Linked DNA regions of Mus musculus: regions 1, 2 and 4 are each linked to region 3. A link is a contact called in public HiChIP or PLAC-seq and capture Hi-C data. All regions are on one chromosome and are shown on one strand. The core of a region is the stretch at or near the end of the contact, and the rest is flanking DNA. Distances in the headings are between cores, read along the strand shown.

The links. HiChIP or PLAC-seq counts read pairs in DNA pulled down with a chosen protein or histone mark. Capture Hi-C pulls out chosen DNA fragments and counts their contacts.
Region 1: an H3K27ac HiChIP or PLAC-seq map of embryonic stem cells shows a contact between it and region 3, with 8 times the contacts expected there. The contact joins two enhancer-like sites. A contact is called at or near these places in 7 of 115 datasets of contacts at active chromatin or transcription factors (differentiating embryonic stem cells, embryonic basal ganglia and embryonic stem cells) and 1 of 9 other capture datasets (embryonic stem cells).
Region 2: a capture Hi-C map of embryonic stem cells shows a contact between it and region 3, with 6 times the contacts expected there. The contact joins two enhancer-like sites. A contact is called at or near these places in 8 of 115 datasets of contacts at active chromatin or transcription factors (embryonic basal ganglia, embryonic stem cells, forebrain and 1 more) and 1 of 9 other capture datasets (embryonic stem cells).
Region 4: an H3K27ac HiChIP or PLAC-seq map of embryonic stem cells shows a contact between it and region 3, with 4 times the contacts expected there. The contact joins two enhancer-like sites. A contact is called at or near these places in 3 of 115 datasets of contacts at active chromatin or transcription factors (all in embryonic stem cells) and 1 of 9 other capture datasets (embryonic stem cells).

Annotation. Positions count from the first base shown.
Region 1 is chr2:169,004,675-169,007,374 of GRCm38.p6, forward strand. No RefSeq gene overlaps it. Among named protein-coding and RNA genes, the nearest start is that of Gm33622, 25 kb to the left of the region's middle. Within about 2 kb of position 1,362, at least 17 of the 459 cell types and tissues checked have an H3K27ac peak or open chromatin away from gene starts, as enhancers often do. A contact at or near this core is called in embryonic stem cells, where this site is marked.
Region 2 is chr2:169,099,235-169,102,169 of GRCm38.p6, forward strand. No RefSeq gene overlaps it. Among named protein-coding and RNA genes, the nearest start is that of Gm52536, 21 kb to the left of the region's middle. Within about 2 kb of position 1,492, at least 4 of the 459 cell types and tissues checked have an H3K27ac peak or open chromatin away from gene starts, as enhancers often do. A contact at or near this core is called in embryonic stem cells, where this site is marked.
Region 3 is chr2:169,917,828-169,920,758 of GRCm38.p6, forward strand. It overlaps a transcript of Tshz2 not described here. Among named protein-coding and RNA genes, the nearest start is that of AY702102, 44 kb to the right of the region's middle. Within about 2 kb of position 1,599, at least 16 of the 459 cell types and tissues checked have an H3K27ac peak or open chromatin away from gene starts, as enhancers often do. A contact at or near this core is called in embryonic stem cells, where this site is marked.
Region 4 is chr2:169,292,217-169,294,916 of GRCm38.p6, forward strand. No RefSeq gene overlaps it. Among named protein-coding and RNA genes, the nearest start is that of Gm46788, 4.9 kb to the right of the region's middle. Within about 2 kb of position 1,330, at least 4 of the 459 cell types and tissues checked have an H3K27ac peak or open chromatin away from gene starts, as enhancers often do. A contact at or near this core is called in embryonic stem cells, where this site is marked.

The DNA.
Region 1 (2,700 bases), core at 112-2,611, 910 kb before region 3:
ACCTTGTAGATTCTGGGATAGAACTCAGGCCTTCTTCAGGCTTGATGGCAAGTCTCTTTATCCACTGAGTCATCTCACTAGCCTATACCATATCTTCTACTTCCCCAAAGTTATTTCTTATGGGGCAGTGGGCCGTGCCAGGAAACTTGGTAAGGTAGAGCCGGTCTGAGATCCCTGCACCCAGGTACCCACCTGAGAAGGTAGGCGCTCCTTGCTCCCTCCTAGAGTCCTGGCCCGCAACACGTGACCACACTCCCCATGTTGGTCGTGTAGCCCAGAACAGAGTTCTCCATGCTCATGAGGTACCTAGAGGCCCTAAGGGTTTAACCAATAAGCTTCCCTTCCCAGACATTCCTCCCTGTAAAAGGTATTTATTATCTGGTCCACCCCGAGGAGTTGGCATCATCCATTTCCATGGTGAACAGTTGATAAATGATATGGATAAACAAGGACTGTCTCTTTCATCAGGAACCACCATGGGGAGTATAGAGAAGGCCTTTGCTTACAGAGCCACAGTGACAGAAGGCTACTCTGCACTCCCGGACAACTGCTACCAAGCTGAGGACGATCAATCACCAAAGAGCTAAGCCGGAGCTCCCATTTCCCCAGCCCCGGGCTCATCATCGCCCTCAGCCCATGGCCCTGATTCCATTCCCAACTCTTCATGAGCCAGTGGCGCCTGGGTGTCCATGAGTTTGGGAGCACCCCGTCCCGGACTCATTGCAGGCCTGTGGACCCGAGTGCTTCATTCCCAACTTCTCTGTATGGGTTTTCCGGCCCCAACTGGATGCCTGGGTGTCAGGGAACCCAGCTTCGGCCTCCCACATCTTAGGCTGTGTTTTCTTACCCCCTGAGTGGTGTCTAGGCGCTTCCCTAATGCCTAGCATCTGAGGCAGCAGCGCAGGGTAAATGCAGTCTAGTATGCTTCTTGAGTTTACCTCCCCAGTGGTGCCACCCAGCACCCAAGCAGTGGGGCAGAGCACAGACCCACGTCTGGCACTTCCGCATTCTGCCTGCCCAAGCAGAGTATCCCACACCCCAGTGGCGGGGCGGATGTGGACCCACAATTTCTCACTCTGTGAATGTCTTTTTCTGCATATAATCATCATGAATGTATGCATGTGAATGTGTACGCACATACATGTGGAGGCTGAAGGACAATCTGGTGTGGCTGCTTGTATTGCGAATGCTAATTATGTTCCCCATAAAACTGCAAGGAGCTTCTGGGAACCTGCCCCCAGTTGGTTCTGATTGGTAAATAGAGATGCCAGCAGTCAATAGCTAGGAAGGACAGACAGAGGCGGGATTTTAGGACCCTGCCCCCTCTTGGGACCGGAAGCAGAGAGGAGAAGGAGGAGATCCATCAGGTTGGAAGAGTGTGGAGTGACGCCATGCTTGAGAAGAGAGCAGGACAAAAGAGCACGGCCCTGAGGGTTGCCCAACAGGGTCTAGAGCGGCCAAGATAGAACATAGAATTCAGTAAGTAGAAACTTGGCATTTCTGCCGGGAGGTAGATTCTAACAGCATGGAGGTTAGGCAGTGGCCCAGCTCTTGTGCCATTTAAGGCATATTAACATATAAAGGCTGAGTGTGCGTCTTTGGTCTTTCGTTTGGGAACATTAACCATTGGGGATTGGGGCGAGCAAAACCCGGCCACCAGGATTAATATTTAACGTTACAATGTGGAGTGTCAGCCTCAGGATCATCACCCTCTCATTTGATTCAGGGTCTCTGATGGGCCTAGAGCTCCCCAGTTAGGCTAAACTGACTGCTAGTGAGACCCTGGAGCCTCCTTTCTCCACGTCCCCAGTGTTGGGATTACAAGCATGTGTGAGGCCGTTCCCCCTCTCCCTTCTTTATGGCCGTTTTACTGAGGTGGGGAGGAGGGGAGTTCAGGCTACTGTTTCCCATTGGAGACCTTCTGGCGAGCTTTCTACCCGCTTCAGCATATCTCGTGCTTTCCCTTCTGTCTCACTGATCTGCAGAGCGGCAGAGCACCTTGGCTGAACTGTCTTTGAGGACTTTCATTGGGGCTCCAGCTGAGCACATCACAAGGTCGAAGTTCACCAGTGACGTCAGTGTCAGTCAGTGTCACGGGGCACCGGTCACCAGCCGTTTGGTGTCTGTGGTCCCAAAGGCTCTGGTGTTTGAATCCTTGGGCACCAATTGGTTGTTGGAGGAAGTACATCACTGAGGGTGGGGCTTGGGAGTTTCTAGCCTTCCCTCATTTCCGGTCTGTTTTCTCTGCTTCATGCTTGCATTTGTGGGTATAAGCATGTAGCTTCTAGCTCCTGCCATTATGCCTGCAGCTCCCGGCCATGCCTCCTGCCACAATGGTTTTAACCCTGTGGAACCATGGGCTCAATTTTAAATCTTTCCAATCTAGAGTTACCTTGGTCATGGTGGTTTATTACAGCCATGGGGAAGGAGTAGTTTCTATCCCATTTCCTGTCTCTCAGGAGCCAGGAGAAGAGGGACCTGAACAAGAGAGAGAGAAAGAGAGGAGAGGCTGTGGAGATCTCGAGGACAGATTCAGCTAGCCATGACATGCTGTCTGTGTTGTGGTAGTAATGTTCTGAAAATAATCGTTTTTGTTGTTGATAAAGCCTTCTGTAAAATTTCATGCTGAAGATCCCAGGAGTGAGCATCCAGTTCCCCTCATAGTAGTAGAGAGATGCCTCGAAACACACACACACACAC
Region 2 (2,935 bases), core at 242-2,741, 820 kb before region 3:
CATATATGTCTCAGTTAATGCCGACATGATTGTTCCTGATGATGTAACCTGAGCTAAGACTTTTCATAGCTGAGGACTGATCATTCCAATAATGGAGATCTTAAGGAAATATGGGTCCCCCGCCGCCTTCCAGAGGTCAGAGCAGAGAGGAGACAGGATGAGGTAAATAAAAACCAAAATAGAACTGCAGCCTGCTATTTTAGAAGACACAATCTTAATTTTTGTTTTCCCTTAAAAAGAGAACTTTCTTTGGAATTTCTTTTATAATAAATATCAATAAAATGGTTGGGGAGTTTGGAAAAAAAATCCATGTTCTTTGGATGTGACTTTCAGGTGAAGTTTTATAAAATTTCTCTGTAGTCTACCATGAGCATTTTTACAATATTCAGAAATAAATTATATCACTTCGCATTATAAATCGTTATTAAAATGATCTGTAGTGTAACTAGCCGGGAACTTAAACATAACTGTAAAAATGGAAATAAAAATCTATTAATGCAATAAACCTACTTAATAAAAGTTACTTTCATATTCAAAAACAAAATATTAAGGCGTGCTTCAGATCTGAAAGTCAAAAATGAAGGAATAAATTAGCCGGGGTTAAGAGCCTTGCAGCAGCTGACTAACAAAGCTCCCGGGGATTATAAAATTTCATGCTCTCGTAATAAAAAGGATAAAGGATCGGCTAGAAGACCACTAAAAGTTCAAATAAATGAACATAAGAGAGAGGAGAAAGTCTGACAAGACGGAGACCGCTAATGTGTGAAGGCTGAAGCGACGGAATTAAAGTGCTGGAGACCGGAATTAAATGCAAAATGAATTCGGGGAGGAGATTAATAGAAAATTATAAAGGTAAATGAGTTCGGTTTCAGGGTTTCAGAAAACTTTAGATATCTCATTATTTTTCTTAGCACTTAAAGAGAGGCAGAGAAAGACAAATTAAAACTGGGCATAAGCCATACTGGAGTGAGTGGGAGAACCGATAATTTCCTTACCTGAAACCGCCCCTCCCCGTATTCCCTAGACTTGACCTTCAGTTATTCAGTACCACAAAACAGCCCCCAGTGTAGCAAGTCCTCCCAGAGTCCTTTGCAGCACACTGGGGCTGTGAATCTAAGTTTTTGTTTAATTATGTGGGAATATATTTAAAAGGAGCCGACTCTATGCCTCTCTCCTTCCATTCTTCCGGATCGTATGATACCTGATGGCAGCGGGTACTTCCAGCAACAGTTTTGGACCACTTGATGGTCATGGGAAGGAAAATTATATGGAGAAATGACAGGGTGGAAGGAGGCTGGGACACTGCTGCTGTGACCCCGGGTTTCCTAGTTCCAGACTTAAAAAACTCCACCCGATGTGATTTTGAGTTACATCCTCCAAGTCAAAGGAGATGTTATTGGAGAGAATTTCTGCCTTCAGACCTGAGCTTCAGTGGCAGAGGCGGGGTTGTGGTGGGGGTGCTGAGGACGTGACCCTACCGTGAACCGAGGCTGATGCCAGAGGCCAAAAGACTGTAAGCCAGAGTCTACTCCAATTAAAATATGCGGGGGCGGGTGGGGTGGTGGTGGTGTGTGGGAGAGGCAGGGGAGGGATGGGGGAGGCGTAGGTGGGGCTGGAGACTGGTGACGGGGGTGGGGGGGTGGGGTGGGTGGGGTGGGTGGGTGGGGGAGTGGGGGTGGGGGTGGGCCAGGGGTTGGCGGTGTCTGAGGCCATGGTTCATTTGGTGAAATATTTGCCTTGCAAGCACAAGGACTAGACTTCCATCCTCAGAACCCATGTGAAAAACCAGGCATGGTGGTGCATGCTTGCAATCCCAGCACTGGGGAGGCAGAGGCAGAAGGACCCCTGGGCTTCCCTGGCTGCCTGCCTAGCTTACATGGAGAATTATAGGTCCGTGAGAGGCTACTTCTCAAGCCAAAGGGGGAAGGCATCTGAGGGATGACCCCCAAAGTTGGCACACAAACACAGAGAAGAAAAAGCCCATTTTTTTTAAAAATTTGAATATGACTTTGCCTAGAGGGAGCGACGTTTTAATTTCCTTATAGATCAGTACGATCAGGTACTTTGAAAAGTTTTTTTGTTTCTTTTTTTTTTTTTCTTTCTTCTTATAGAAAGACAGAGTAAACGTCAATGCTGCTGACCAAGGTGCGCTTCTCTCACTTGTTTATAGGATCTTGAGGGAGGGCGATGGTGTCCCTGTTGGAGAGGGGAAGCAGACGCTGCATGAACTTTGACCCCATCCTGTTGCCGGCTCAGTATCTCCACTGTGCTCCCGCTCTGTCTGTTGAGGCAGGATCTCATGTAGCCCAGGCTGACCTCCAATGTAGCCAAGGATAATTGTGAACCCCCGGTCCTCTTTTCTCTCTCTCCCAAGTGCTGGGATCACAAGGCAGTACCCTCCCCCAGTTTTATTTGATACTGGATAGAATCCAGGGTTTTACACAGGCAATGCAGGGCCCTACCCTTGAACTCCAGCATGCCCTGCCCCCATTTCCTCTTCCTATCTGTCTACCACAGCAGTAGGAAGGTCCGGGACATTTGTTTGCTCTTCAGGAAACACCTCCCATCTTGGCCGTAGAAGGCATTCTTTGCCCTCAATCCAGATTGAATTTCCTTTATCCCGAAAAACTGGTGACTCACGGAAGTGTTTCCAGAGTGAACATGGTTAGAACTTCTCCAGAACCCTTGGGGGAGAGAATCTTCTAGGCTTTCCCTTCTTGTGTTCTCCAGTAAGTCTCCACAGCATGCATGCCTCTGAGCAGCACTGACTCCTCCCGTGGGTTCCAGGGAGTCTGTGATTGCACGCACCAGGCAGCTTTCTAGTTCCTCCTTCCCACCACTCCGCAATGTTTATTCTCTGAGTCGTTAGTCATGTGCTGGGCCATGGAAATACAGCAGTGACTGAAACCTGCAGAAACTGGTTTATTCATGGCTC
Region 3 (2,931 bases), core at 349-2,848:
TGGCTGGCCATGAAGCTCCAAGACTCCTCCTGTATCCACCTCCCTAGTGTTGAGATTGCAGTAACTCTGCAGACAGTGTTTATGTGGGAGCTGGGGGGGGGGGGCTCCTCACGCTTGGGCACCAAACAGCCCACTATCTCCCAGCACCTAGTCTAATGCAGTAGATCCACACAGTGACTCATTCCACATGTGTGTTCAACGGCTACGACGGCCAGAACTTGAGATAGTTCAAGTCTTCCGGAAATCGTAGTAGAGCTGCTTCAAGAAGGTTACGCCCAGTCCAAAGAAGCAGCTTGGAGAAGAACAGGGAGAAATGCCATGCTGGCCCAGGTCAGCTTCTGCGCTCAGGGTATCCAGGCACCTGTCGTTACACAGTGGGCGAGACTGAAAGGAACGGAGCTTAGCTGAGTGGGTGGGTTAGCGGGACTCAGATGGTGTGAGTGGGGGAGAAATAGCCTTCTCTGGAGATGGTTTTCAGCGAGAAAGCTCTCTTTATCTGAGGGTCAGCAGGGGCTATATAAAGCTTAGGGAGTGGGTAGGGGTTTTACAGTGAATAAGCATCATTGGCTGAGGCTGAGGTTCAAGAATGCTTCATTTACATGCGCTTGCTGGGCACGTCCTAACAGAGAGAGAGGAAGTTTAACCTATACTTCGGCCACCAGGCTACAGGACTATCTCAAGGGTGGTGGAGGTGAAGGTCATAAGGCTTCCATGTAGTGGACATACAGGCCCAAAGCAAGGGGAAGACAGCACTGCGCCTGCAGGGCTCGGGACAAAATTTTCAGGGTTTGGAAACGGCCTCATTCTTGCTCCAGACTGGTTTCCCAGTCACATGACTTTCCAGCCCCACAGTGCTGCTTCAGGCAGGTTTAGGGAAGACTTGCCCAAAGAGGAAGATCTGAACTAAAAACAGAACAAAAGAGAAAAACAGCGAATAGTGATGTCAGGGCATGCTCTAGGGCCTTGTTTTTTAAATGATCTTACAGCAACAGGAGAGGCCGTTCATTCAGGCTGGGGTGTACCACAGTGAAACCTAAGGATTTTCTAATTATTTTTAATTATGACTTCCATTTATATCTTCTATAAATTACAAGAGTTCCAATTGGTCTGACGACAAGGGTTATCGATTTTTTAGACTTGAGAATTAACTACCAATATTTAAAAACCCAAGAAATGGAGTTAAATACATAGATTTCCAACTTCTCAAACTCTTGGGGAAGGCCCACCTTGCCACATAGACTCCCTGGAGCTAAGGACCGTGGTCCCTTTGCATAGGGTACACTTTCTCCAGTTAACTGCCATCCCCACCTCTCCCTGCTTCATATAACCTACTATTTACATATTCAAATGTCTGCATCATGAGTCTAAATTAGTGAGTACAGTAGCACAGATAAAGGCTGAAGGGACTCTGGCCAGCTGGAGCAACTTGCCTCTGGCAGTCCTTGCCCTTCTCCCCCATTCCCTCTGCCTCCCTAAAAACCATTAGATTACATTCCTAAAGCCAGCCACCAAGGTCTATTCCCTTATTTGGCCACTTCCTCCTCCTGAGGCTGACTATCAAGGTCCAGCAATCAAAGTATTGAAGTCCAGCAATGAAAAAGCCCCTTTTGACTCACCTAATTAACATGCCAAATCAAAACCTAGCACAGCCTCCTAGGCCATTCTAACAGCCCTTCTCCTTTTCTCTTCTTAGACGTTGCACCTGCAAGGTCATTTGCCGGTCTGTGTCTGCCAGAGCCACAGAGAGTGGCCGCTCTAACTTTTCTTCCCCCCTTTAATAAAGAATCTCTCTGTGAAAACAAGTGTTTGGGTGTGGCCTGTGCCTAATTCAGGTATAAAAGGAAGCTCCCCTCCCACCCCTGAGACACACACACACACCGAACCACTATGCTGGGATCTCCTTCAAAGGCTATTGCCCTTTGACTATCTCTTGGGATGAGTTCATAGCCCATTAAAACATTTGCCTCACACATAAAGCCCTGGGTTTAATTCCCAACACTACAGAGTCTTGTATAGTCCGTGATGACTCTGACTCCTGATTCTCCTCCTTCCATCCCCCGAGTTGTTCTAGGCCTGGACCACCACACCCAGTTCATGTGGTCAGGAGATCAGCCCGGGATTTATGCACGCTGGGCATGCACACCACCAACGGAGCTACAGCCCCGTTCTTCAGCTTTCTTTTTATTTAACAAACAGTCATAGTGTGTCTGGTATATAAAAGTGAATGTGCTAAGAAAAAAAAAACAGAAATTCAGAGTTAAAAGATACAAGCTTGTCTCTAGAAGCTCACAGATTTCTGGGAAGAAAAACTATAATTATAACAGTACCCTTTAAACACATATTCTATGTAGTCAAAACACTCTGAGATCTGTTGCCTCATCTGGTCCCTCCGGAAACATAAGTATATTGGCTAGTTTTATGTCAACTTGACCCAAGCCAGGGTCATCTGGGAAGAGGCTGTCTTAACTGAGAAAATGCTTCACATAATTGGCCAATAGGAAGTCTATAGGTCATTTTCTTGATTGATGATGAATGTTGGAGATCCAAGCTCATGTGATTAGTTCCACCCCTGGACAGGTGGCCCTGGGTACTGTAAGAAAGCAGGGAGAGCAATTCACGGAAAGCCAGTCTCCTCCAGGGCCTCAGTTTCAGTTCCTGACGCCAGGGTCCTGCCTTGAGTTCCTGCCCTGACTCCCTGGGATTCGGGACTTGGAGCTGTAAGCTGAGATAAGTGGCTTTGTATCATGGTGTTTTAGCTCAGCAATAGAAACCCCAACAGAGACACTCTGGGAAAGCAAACCAGAGTACCGCTGGTGTCAGGCTGGGCGTTTGTAGAAAAATGGACCTGGGTAAGTGAATGTGTTTGCTTAGATGACAAAGCAGCTGAGCCAAAGGAGAGAGAGTCAAACCTCGGGTACTCAGTTCCTCCGG
Region 4 (2,700 bases), core at 80-2,579, 630 kb before region 3:
CATTTGAAATTCTCTGGTCTTGTACAGAGCAGTTTGGCTTTCTGCACAGCATCCCTCTCTGCCTTCCACTTTGACAGTCACCAAGCCACCTGGAAAACTCCCTAAGCAAAGAGCCTTCCACACCAATAAAAGTTGGGTGGTTACCTCCAGCATAGCAAACAGATTGAGACTGGATATAAATCTTTCTTACTCCTCACACATGGAAATAAAGGCATGCTTTGTTGTTGTTGTTTTTTTGTTTTTTTGTTTTTTTTTCAGTTCTATGAAATATTACAGGGATGTTTTGGCCTCAAATTCGCAGGCATGTCAACATCAGACCGTCTGTACAGAAACTTGGGAGCCACCACAACATGAGCCTACTTCATCTAACTCTATGTTTGTGTCTACTGACATCCATTCGGGGACACAAACACTATTGATGGTCGCCTCCACTCACAGGTCAGGAAATGCTGACTGACTGATCTTCCCCTTGCTCCAGGGATGAAGGGACCCATATTCTTTGAAACCAATCTTATCGTACTGCTTGGGACAGTGGCATTGGGTCGTTTCTGAGATGGCTGACTGCTCCCCCACCCCCAATTCCCATCTGCTGGTATTCATATTCTTGTGTAATTCTTTCATCACGAATGGTAGATGGATGTACATGTTGCTATCAACAAATCAAATATGGTAAAAATGATAGGACATCCAGACCAAGACTAGGCTATCAAAAGCTGTGATTTCCCCTGCCGCTACTTTCCTTGGCTTGCTCTGATGACACCAGCTGCCTTGATTTCATCTGTCTGTGGAAAGTATCCTGTGGCAAGGCAAACAGTGCTATCCGGACAATGGCCCACGAGAAAGGGAAGCTCTGCCTGGAAACCAAAGCCTCTCACCTCAGCTGTACGACTGAGTGAAGCCATACTTGGGTCTCTGACTCACTGGAGCTGAGAGAGGAGGTAGGTGTTTTGTTTTACGCTATTGCATTTTGGGGGACATTTTCCTACAGCAATAGACAATAGAACAGGCATATCCTTAGTTCCAATCATTGGTGTCTGAGTCTTCATGTTCAGGATCCAGCCAATGGAAGGCCTCTGGTGGGAAAAGAGAGAGAGGCCAGGTGAAAGGGAAGCTTACTGTCTGTCACAAAGAAGACAGGGGAGCGGTTGCTCTCTTACATGGTCACCCTTACCTCAAAAGATGGTGGCTTCCTTCTCACACATGAAAAGAAACATTTCTTAGCATTTAGTGCTCTACTTCAGCAGGCCTAATGTGTTCAGAGATCTCGGCTTAGGACCCTCCCTGCAGAAACCTTGGCAGCACCCTGCTGTAAAACAACATCTCTATTCAAGTCTGTTACCGGTCCCTTTGGCTATGCAAATGTTTGGGTCAATCCTTTCCACTTAAGACATCCATTGAATCCCACCCCTCCCATCTGGATTTCCTAAGCCACTTTCCTTTTGTCCTTTGCATCTCCTAAAGACTTCCAGCTGTCCCAAACCACAGCTAGGGCTGAGGATCAAACCCCCAAGGGTCCAAGGGAGGACTTGGCTCTGAACTTTCTCCTAAACGACATAATTTTTAAGCATGTTTATTATAGCTTTCCAGGAGAAGAGGAGAAGAGATGTTCTTTAGTTTGTGAGCACAGGTTAAAAAGTAATTGAGACTAAATAAGTAAAAAAAAAACCACCTTCAATCAAAGAAACATTCTGTAAGCTGAAATATTGTGTGTTTGTGTGATGGCGCGTGTATATCTTCATACAGAAAACGTCACTATCGTTAGGAAATGTCACGCAAAATAACAAACACACCTTTTTCAATCTGGTTATAAATATGCAGAATGGAGTTTATTTTACGAAAGCGTTACACGCTTCCAACTGATGATATATCAATAAAGCTCTCGCTCCGAGATGTCATTAAAGCCGCATTTGTTCATTTCTATTTATTACGGGGGGGAAAACAAAATGAAAAAAGTGGGTTTGAGTCATATTTCCTGTGAGTTCATCATCTGCTGGCACATAACACTTGTGAATTTTATTCAATTCATTTAAAATGATTTCTAACATGCAGCCAGAAAGTTAAGGGCGTCAAGGAATGCAAAAGAATCAGCAGCCATCCAAGATTTCTCAGGAGACAGATTCAGAATCGCAACGAAGGGAGCTTTTCCTTAAGGAGCTGTGTCTTAGAAAAATTACCTCTGATGAACCAGGATGCTTCCTCAGACACTCGGCTCATTTGTGTTTTGATATCAGGAGGCTCCAATGACCTTCTGAAGGTTGATATTTTTCTCCTTTCTATTTTTCTTATGAATAGGTCAGACACGAGCCAGGATCTATGACTTTCCTTCCGAACACACAGTTCTTCTTGTTTATTCCCTAGATGTGTGATTACAAAGAAGTCAGCTAGGTGAGAGTGCTGGGGGCAGGCGGTGAATCTTCATCCAGAATTTGAACAAAGCCTATCAGGGGCTGAGCCCACGCAGGTAGATACTCAGAAGTGGATTTTAAAAGAGGAAAAGCCAACAGCCAGCAAATCAAAGCAGGGCGAGAAGAGACCTCACCTCCTTTTCAGCAATCTCTCAATTGTCCCAGAGTTGAAATTCTAGAAAAAATATTTTCTCTATACTTTTTCTATTTGAGGATACTCTTATAGAGGGCAGGTAGCCTTGCCAGGCAGTGGTGGCACACACCTTTAACCCCTGCACTTGGGAGGCAGAGGCAG